Regions from separate parts of the Capra hircus genome. Here region 1 is linked to region 2. The links are chromatin contacts, called in public Hi-C maps. All regions are on one chromosome and are shown on one strand. Each heading gives the region's core, a stretch centred on a gene start, on an enhancer-like site or on the middle of the called end of the contact. The rest is flanking DNA. Distances are from core to core; before and after follow the strand shown. Region 1 has its middle 22 kb from the start of DYNLL2. Region 2 overlaps CUEDC1 (CUE domain-containing protein 1).

Evidence for each region. Hi-C and Micro-C count contacts between places; a contact is called where the count stands out from the background.
Region 1: a contact with region 2 is called in a Hi-C map of liver, with 4 times the contacts expected there. The contact joins two enhancer-like sites. A contact is called at or near these places in 2 of 5 Hi-C or Micro-C datasets (blood and liver).

Annotation. Positions count from the first base shown.
Region 1 is chr19:8,509,334-8,514,228 of ARS1.2, forward strand. No RefSeq gene overlaps it. Among named protein-coding and RNA genes, the nearest start is that of DYNLL2, 22 kb to the left of the region's middle. Within about 2 kb of position 1,503, at least 1 of the 5 cell types and tissues checked has an H3K27ac peak or open chromatin away from gene starts, as enhancers often do.
Region 2 is chr19:8,270,305-8,275,029 of ARS1.2, forward strand. It overlaps CUEDC1 (CUE domain-containing protein 1), which reads right to left. Exons shown (of 11, transcript XM_018064101.1): 11 at 4,440-4,725. Among named protein-coding and RNA genes, the nearest start is that of MRPS23, 7.7 kb to the left of the region's middle. Within about 2 kb of position 1,852, at least 2 of the 5 cell types and tissues checked have an H3K27ac peak or open chromatin away from gene starts, as enhancers often do.

The DNA of each region.
Region 1 (4,895 bases), core at 253-2,752, 240 kb after region 2:
CCACTGCAGTATTCTTGCCTGGAGAATTCCATGGAAAGAGGAGCCTGGCGGGCTACAGTCCATGGGGTGGCAGAGTTGGACACAACTGAGCAACTAACACAAACACAACACAATAGCTAATGAATGCAGTGAGTTTGTAAGGATTCGTGTGAATAGGGGAATATATGTGAGATGTTTAACATGTAGAAGGGCCGCCGTGATAAATGGTGGCTAGTGTGAGTGGGAAAGCTGGCCTCCAGTTCCAGTGGTGGTCTCTTGTGGGCAACCAGGGAAGAGGAGAAGGGTGGACCCAGGGGAAAGGCCCCAGCACTTGCCTGTGCTGGGCAGAGCCCCCTCAAGTCACTCTCACCCTCTGGCTGCCCCGGAGTAAGAGGACACAGATACATACATAGTCCCTCACCCCTTTAACTGTATTTACCTCCCTTAGGGTGTTATCACTTTGTCTGTTGTATAAATGTAAATACTAGTTATATACTGTATAACTAGCACATCGCTAATAGTTGCATATATAACTAATATATGCCAGCTATGTAAATACTCCTTAGTATTCATATGCCCGAGAGCAGAGCCTTGTCTCGTTTACTTCTGCACATCTAACACAGTGCTCTGCATGCAGCAGACGCTCAGTGCAGATCTGAGAAAAGGACACATGGATAATAATGTGGGGGATAACTGTTGAACGAGAGAAGAGTGGCCCACGTATATTGACCCAGCTCACTTCTAGGATCCATCAGAAAGGAGTGTGAAGGAGAAAGCCATATGTCCAAGGATGGTTGTTTGCAGCCTTGCTCGAAATGGTCAGGAAGGAAAACTTGGAAATAACCTGTCAATCCTCAAGGGAGTGGGTGAGCAAATTGTGTCCCGTCCATATTCTGCAATGTCATGTAGCTCTTCAAAGAGGATGAGCTGAGAGTCTATCCGTTGACCTGAAAGTTTAAGATGATATTAGGGGAGATAAGCAAGTGGCATGATCCTGTGTTGTCAAACAATGACCAAAGCACCCTCTAAGCAGGATGTGTGTGTTTGGATATGGCTGTGTGAGTATGGCGACGTGGGTAGAGAATCACTTTGAGCAGCTAGTATTGGGGAGATGAGGAAGAGATTAATCACTTATTCTTTTTTAGGGGGATATTATACAGCTGTCTCATTGAATGCCATCAGCGGAAGTTATTTTTGTGATTTTTGAAGAGGTTAGTAAAATTCTAAAGGAAACCAACAATAAGATCTTGGACCTAACTCTTGCCACCTTCATTTGCCTGGAGGTGAATCCCAGTTGTTTTATTAGTGAGTCAGGTGAGAGGAACGTGGATCCACTTCACCCTATTTTTAAGGTCCACCACCCTGTTGCCTTCCTGACTAAACCAGGTGAGAGCTACCAAGCTTCTACCGGGACCCTCTTCTTAGCCTCAAAGCAAGCGCTCCCTGTCCCTGCACCCACAGGCAGGGAAGGGCTGGGAAGGAGAGAAGGGGTTGCCTCCCCGTGGCCCTGCATCTGGCCTGGGAGTGAACTCTTGCCTGTTCTCTAGGGAGAGAGCTCCTTCCCAACCAGAGAATAAAAGATATCCGTGGCTATGGCCCCAGCTTTGAGGGCAGGAAGTGTGGAAGTCAGGTCTAACCTGACTGTGCACAATCCTTTTAAAGGGAAAAATACTCCCAGGAACTCTGTGTTGACAAGTTAATGTCATTATAATATTACTTAAGCAGGTAGAAGCATGAAACTCGGTATAATCGTATGCTTATAGCTCTTATGTGATTATGAAACCAAAAGCAAATTTACAAATTAAATACAAACAGAATTACAAAATTTCTAAAATTCAAATGAGTGACACTAATGTTATTTTTTTCTTTCTACATCCAAGTCGCACTTTCCGACAGACACTAATACCCACCAGCCGCAGCACGGGGCGGCACGCCCGGGGGTGTGCCAGGCAGCTCACTCACTCCTCCCCAGCCTTGTTTTGATTTAAAGCCCTATAAATCTCCCTTCTAACAATGTATCTTGGAACCATTTGACTTTCACGTGGTATGAGTGCATAATTTAGGTATTAGGTCTCTCTTTTTTTCTCTCCCGTTGGCTCTGAATAATTAAAGTGGCTGGAGCCATCGGAAAATATGAACAAGGACACTGAGATTGGGAGGCAGCTATTAGTTTTAAAGTGCCCATTCATTAAAAAAAAAAAGCTTTTGTGACAATATGAATAGCCCTTGAAGGCACTGTGCTAAGTGAAATGTCAGACAGAGAAAAACAAATATTGTGTGAGCTCACTTATATGTGGGATCTAAAAACATTGAACTCAAAGAAACAGAGTAGAATGAAGCTGGCCAAGGGCTAGGGGGGTGGGGAAGATGGGGAGATGTTGGTTAGAGGGTACGAACTTCCAAATAAAGACAAGTAAGTTCCAGGGGTCTAAGGTGCAGCGCAGTGACTATAGTTGACAACACCGTCTTGTATGGTTAAAAGTTGCTATGACAATGAAGCTTTAATGTTCTCCCCATAACAACAACACACTGGTAACCATGTGAGGTGGAAGACTAACCTTACTGCGGTAAACATTTCACAATATATAATGGTATCAGGTCATCACATTGTGCATCTTAAACTCACACAAGGTTGTGTTTTAAAAATAATTTCATTTGTTTACTTATGGCTGTGCTGGGTCTTCGTTGCCGCACGGGCTTTGCTCTGGTTGTGGAGAGCAGAGGCTACTGCAGCTGTACGCAGGCTTCTCACTGCGATGTCTCCTCTTGCTGTGGGGTGTGGGCTCTTGACATGTGGGCTCTGGGGCACAGGTGCAGTAGTTGTGGCACACGGGCTTAGTTACCCCACGGCATGTGGGATCCTGCTGGACCAGGGGTCGAACCTGTGTCTCCTGTATTGGCAGGCGGATTCTTCACCGGTCAGCCACCCAGGAAACCCTAAACTCACACAATGTTATGTCAATTATATCTCAGTAAAGCTGGGAAGAAAGTTAACAATGAAAAAAGTGAACGTTATTCCAGTGAATTCTTGTACTGGCAAGAACATCCCCTGCTGATGAAGGGTAGACTCAGAGACTAGGGATCTCAGTTTCGCATCTGACCCTCAATAGTGATGTGTCCTTGGGCAGACAACCTCGCTGAGCCTCAGTTTCCTCATCTGTAAAACTGTAATAGTAATACATACTCCTCATGGTTCCTCTGAGGATTAAAATAAATGAAAGAGTGCATAGGAAAGTGCTTGACAACATGTCAAGATCAATAGAGATAGTTTACAAACATTATTCTTAGGAGCAGGGCTCAATGTGCTTTTTGAAAAAAAGTTTTATTTATTTATTTGGCTGCCCTGGGTCTTAGTTGCGGCATGTGGGATTTAGTTCTCTGACCGGGGATAGAAGTGGAGTACCCTGCATTGGGAGCACAGGGTCTTGGCCACTAGACCACCAGGGAAATCCCTCAAAGTGCTTTGAAGACACTTGTGACTTGGCCAGGTTCCTTGTGTCAGCCTCAGTTTTTCCATCTGTAAAGTGGGGATAAAAAAGTATTGCTTAATGGAGTAAGGGATGGTGTGGGCAAAAGCACTTCATCTACTAACTCAGTAGATGTTTCGTGAGAACCTGCTTTATGTCAGGCACATTATTTTCTTCTCATTTCTCTCTGGGCATCATTTTGTATCCAGAAATTGTAGTTTTGGACTGAATGCTCCCTTTGGTCCTGCTACATACACTAGCTTAGCCTTTGGTTCTCTATCTGCAGTTACAACTCAATTAACCAGTCAGTACTTGATCATCAATCAAATGTCCTATGTAATGAAGGCTACAAAGAGGTGGAAATAAAACCAACATTTACTAAGCACCTGCTTCTTCCTTTTGTCATCTCTGAGCATTGGCATGCCTGGTTTTTAAAAGAAGGGTTGTAAAGTAGCTGGCGCAGTGCTTGGCACATTCTGATAATATTTAGTTTCCTTCCAAAAAGGTCCCAGTTCCCTTCTAATTTCAAATTGTCTTTGGTTGCTTGTGACTGGAGTGTGGAATTCTGGAGAGGAATACCGTTACCTTCTGAACGCGCACGTAAGAAATGCGGTTGAAAGTGCACGGAGAAGCAGCACCATCTTCTGGACTAAGGCGGTAATGCTGCACTGGGGCGGACAAGGACGAGCGACTTGCTGGAGAGAGGCTCGACCAGAGGCTCCGTGTGTGTGTGTGTGTGTGTGTGTGTGTGTTCGCGCGCGCGTGTGTGTTCCAACCATGGCAGATGTATGTGTGTGTGTGTGTCTGTGTGTACGCGCACATGTTCCAGCAATGGCAGATACCACTCGACAAGAGGCTCGTGTGAGTGTGTGTGTGTGTGTGTGTGTGTGTGTGTGTGTGTGTGTACGCGCACATGTTCCAACTGTGGCAGATACCACTCTACTTTTCCGACTCTGCCATCCTCCACATCAGAATGTAGGCTGAGAGTGACCGAGGCATCTTGGCCTGTGCAATGACATGGTTGCTTTGAGGAGTCACCCCCCTCACCCCCTCCCCCCTGGCTCCTCCATCGCAGGTGGGTGAATCGGCCTCAGAGAGGTGAGAGCTGACTGAAGATCACCTTGCAAGATAGTGGCAGTACCTAGAAACTAGGACTCCTAACTGTTCACTAAGGATTTTCTCCAGGACCCCAGCCAGAGAACCCGTTCCTCCTGAAGGCTAGAGTATTTATTTGGCTTTTAAAATCCATGATTTCTTTGAACTACATGTGCAATTTGGGAAAAACGATTTGGTTGTTGATGGTTGCAGGCAGGGAGTGAGGTTGAGGAGTTGAGAGAAATGGCATTTATTGAACATGCCGGGCACTTTATATGTGTTATCTTAGGCCCTATCATCTGTACAGTGGGGATAAAAACCTGTTTGAGTGTTAATAATTAAAGTAATAGGCAT
Region 2 (4,725 bases), core at 602-3,101:
AACCCTCCCCAATTCGAGGTCCATGCCTCCACTTCCTCTCACAGTCAGCCGGGAAGGTGTGTCAGCCCAGCACACACTCCGCCGGACTGATGTGTCCCCGGGGCCTGTCCACTCCCTCAGCTTATCGCTCCCATATGGCCGGCCTGGTGTCGTAACACTGCTTGTCTGAGTCTGGGCCTCTTTGAAGCAGCAACCAGGATGCTTATCTCTGCCTCCTGACACCCAGCCTGGTGCTGAGCCTAGAGCTGACTCTTTGAAAGAATTTCCTCGTTGAACAGCACCGAGAAATAAAACCAAGATAGGGCAAATGAGGATGCAGTGATCTCAGCGCTCCTCGCCGGAGGCCTTCCCTGGGTCCACCCATGGGGAGAAAGCTGTGGTTCAGTGGAAGCAGTCCTCCACCCCATCATGCCCTGGCTCACTTCCAGTCCTGGCTGTCTTCTGTGCCTCACTGACAGATCCCTTTTACAAACCTCTGGGCCTCAGCTTTGTCATCTGTGAAATGGGCAACATCATAGCACCCACCACATAGCCTTGTTGTAAGGAGTCAGGGCACTCCCTTTAAGCACTGCAAAGTGCTTAAAACCATGCCCGGTATATAGTAATTGCTCAACAAATAGGAGTAATGATGATAATGACTTCTGACCATTCCATGCCTAAGAGCAATAAATCACAACTTATTCAGTCGTGTGTGTGTTAGTTGCTAAGTTGCGTCTGACTCTGCGACTGCATGGACTGCAGTCCACGAGGCTCCTCTGTCCACGGGATTCTCCAGGCAAGAATACGAGTGGGTCGCCATGCCCTCCTGCAGGGGATCTCCCCAACCCTGGGTCTCCCGCAATGCTGGCAGATTCTTTACCATCTGAGCCATCACGGAGCACACCTAACAGTTTTCAAGGCATTTTCACATGGCTGCCCATTCAATGCTTCAGCAAACAGCAGCTTTATCCCCAAGAATAATCCAGTTCAGGCAAAGGAGAGAGAAGCACTTTATGCCTACCTGCCCTGGGAGGTCTCACAGTATCACCGTGGCTCCTCTGGTAGCCAAGGAAATAGGAGCCAGTTAGTCCTGACCTCTGGTTATCAAAATTAAAGGGCAGTTGGAATCACCCTATGGGGTTTTCTCAGCAGAAGATGAGACCCTTGAAAGCACACATTTCAGGGCTGGTATGGGCCCTTCTTTTCTTGGGGAAAGCAGAGCCCTCCATCTTTAATGTGCCCTTGAAGCTCCTAGAATTCTTAGAAAATGCAGATTCTGACTCAGTAGGTCTGGAGTGATGCCTGAAACTCTGCAATCCTAACAGACTTCCAGGCTGACACCGAGGCTGCTGGTCTGCAGATAAGAGCCATAAACTTGTCCAAGCTTGCCCCAGACTTTCCTGGTTTAGCACTGAAAGTTTTACATCGGAGGAAACCACTCATTCCTGGAAAACCAGAACAGTTGGTCACCGTATCCACAGACCACACTTTGAATGGCAAGATCAGAGCAAGGCAGGCTTGTGCTGAGTTTGTATTGAGCTCCACCAGTACTTCTTGCAGAGTGCCTGGAATAATCCTCCTGGATTGATTTTTTTTTTTTAATTGTGACTCTATAGAAATGACAGGCAGCGTAGATGGTAGTTTTGTGGGGCCTGAAGCTTATATAATCTTAGTGACCCTTTTGAGAAAAAAAAAAGAGTACAAAAATATCTTTGCAAATTTTACCAAACATAAGACCATGTGAACAGAGTAAACATCCTCTGTCTGTTTGGCTTGAGGAAAAAACAGGTGCTGAGGTCTCCCTTCTGGGATGGCGGTGGTCTGGCCTTGCAGTGACCAGCAACCGCCACTTCTGAGAGACAGCCACCAGGTGGCAGTAGACCCACACAGCCCCCTCAACACCCCACCTCCCCACTACCAGCTCCAGAAACATCCACACCTTCCTCCAGCTGGCCCAGCGAGCCAGGCCAACAAATATCAGTCTAAGGCTGTGATACTGGACAAAAGGGGCGCAGCGCTTCTCCCTCAGCAGCACATCTGCCGTTTGACGGAAATGCTAAGATATTGTTTCTGTTACTAAAACCAGACAAAGGATGCTAATAGCTGACTTTCGGGCATGCTGTCGGAAAGGCTTTGAAGCAGGTGGACCTTTCTGGGCTCTACAGACTGCATTTATGCAAGGGTTCTAAGTCTTACCACCTGTTCCCCCACCCGAGTGTATCACCTAGTGTTCAGGCACCAGCTCGGAGTTCCGCTGAAAGTGAAATCCACTCAGTTGTGTCTGACTCCTTGTGACCCCATAGACTATACAGTCCATGGGATTCTCCAGGCCAGAATACTGGAATGCGTAGCCATTCCCTTCTCCAGGGGATCTTCCCGACCCAGGGATTGAACCCAGGTCTCCCGCATTGCGGGCAGATTCTTTACCAGCTGGGCCCCCGGGGAAGCTGCCTGGGTTCACATTCTGGTAGTACCACTTACTAAGGACCTGATCTTCTCTGTGCTCCAGCTTCCTGATCTGGGAAATGGAAGTATTAATACTGACTCCATAGCATAGTTGCGTGATAAAATAATGTGAACAAAGCACCCCAAAAAAGTGACTGACATAGAGTAAGCAGCTCTCAGCATCTTCATTTCATATCATGCCTGTCTTCTTCAAACCAAGTTCTCTTGTGTTTCGTGCAGCCTCAACCCTCTAGCCGGTGCCTCGGGACACTAGAGAGGGGCTTCCCTGGCAGCTCAGTGGTAAAGAATCCACCTGCCGATGCAGGAGACGTGGATTCAATCCCTGGTCTGAGAAGATCCCACGTGCCTTGGAGCAACTAAGTCTGGGCGCCACTCTACTGCGCTTTAGAGCCTGGGAGCCGTGACTCCTGAGCCCAGCGTGCCACAACTGCTGAGGCCCGTGCACCCTAGAGCTCACGCCCTGCAATGAGCAGCTCATGCACCGCGCCTAGAGAGTGGCTCCCGCTCACGGAAACTAGAGAAAACCCTGCACAACAGCGGAGACCCAGCGCAGCCAGAAATAAACACGTGAGCCCAGCGGGAGGCTGAGACCCCGCTGTGCTCATCAACAGCCTAGCTCCTCTGGACACAGCACTCCCTAGTCCCATGAGCTCCTCTCAAGCTGGGACTGAGCCCCGAGGACAGCAAAGCATAAAAAGTGGGAGGGGCTCTGGTTGGACCAAAGTCCAGATAGTCGGATTCATTTTTGCAGAAGATAAATCTGCAGGTATCACCTTGTGGACCCCAAGAGCCCAGAACCCACAGATGAGCGGAACGGGAAGGTAGATGGCTGGGGCAGTCACCTGGCCCAGCTGGACGCCTTCCTAGGTGCTCTAGATACCGTTCAGCCAGGAGGAACTCGTGCAGCCGGGGCTTCCTCTTCTGCACCCCTGCAGGGCCTGGTAAGCTTTCTTTGCCTTTGTTGGCAAAGTGATGTCTCTGCTTTCTAATATGCTGTCTAGATTTGTCATAACTTTCCTTCCACAGAGCAAGTGTCTTTTAGTTTCCTCTTGGTTTGCTGAGGTCCAGACTCAACTTCCCAGGTGGCACAGTGGTCAAGAGTCCCTCTGCCAATGCAGGAGATGCAAGAGACGAGGGTTTGACCCCTGGGTCAAGAAGATCCCCTGGAGCAGGAAATGGCAACCCGCTCTAGTACTCTTGCCTGGAAAATTCCATGGACAGAGGAGCCTGGCAGGCTACAGTCCACAGAATCACAGAGTAGGACGCAGCTGAGCACACAAACTCCAGGTCTGTCTGGGGCATCAGCGGGTATGTCCATCTAGGAGACCAACTTCATCTACCTGGGCCGGGGGTAGGGCAGGGGTCCGAGCAGAATCTTTTCTTAGGGGAGGCAGGAGGGAACTGCATTATTGTTTATCCCGAAGAAAGGCCACTGTACTCCAATACAGCACTGGAAGAGACTTGGCCCGGGTGACTTCGAGCCCAGAATCGAGATACGTGTGGTTGAAGCCACAAGGAGGCCCACCGCTCAATACCAGGAAGAACTTTTCAACCTTGAGAACTGCTCTGTCTGAAAAGGGCACCAGCTCCCTCCTTGGGCAGTGAGCTCCCTGGCCCGGAAGGCAGTAGGGAGAAAGCCAGAGAGATTTGAACTGGAAGATCTCTGTGGGCCCTTTGAAGTCTGAGACTGCACATTCCCACAGCCCCAGGCAGCTGATACTCTGGCAGCTTTCTGTTTATTTAGGGAGGTGATCGGCTGGAGCTTCTGCAACAGACTGTCAGCAAGCGGTTTACCTTCTCAGGCAGACAGGAAAGCGGGCCGCCCAGCAGGCGGGCGAGGCTGTGGTGCAACACGGGTGTCACTGGGCCCCTGCGAGGCCGCACCCCGGGCCTGTGTTAGCTGCAGGTGCACCAGGCCGGCGGCCCTGGGGTGCGGAGTGCCCAAGGATGCGGGGTGCAGAGAGGAGAAGAGGGTCAGCCCAGGTGCCGTCAAGTCAGAGCACCAAGAGAACACCAAGTCTTTATTACACCAATTCCTACGAAACAGCTCCAGGAAAAAACCCACAGGAGGACAGGCAGAACTAACAGGGTCACACGCATGGACTGGGGCTCCCCTCTATCGTGCGGGGGCTGCGGGGGATCAGTGGGGAGCCGAAGGGCAACTGCACTTCCGCGCGACGGGGAGGCGGCCAGGGTCCCCCCAGCCCCGGGCACTGCGTGGGGCGCGCCAGGCCCTCTTTATCTCAGGGTGACTTGTGGTCACCCAGCCCTAGCGGGCCT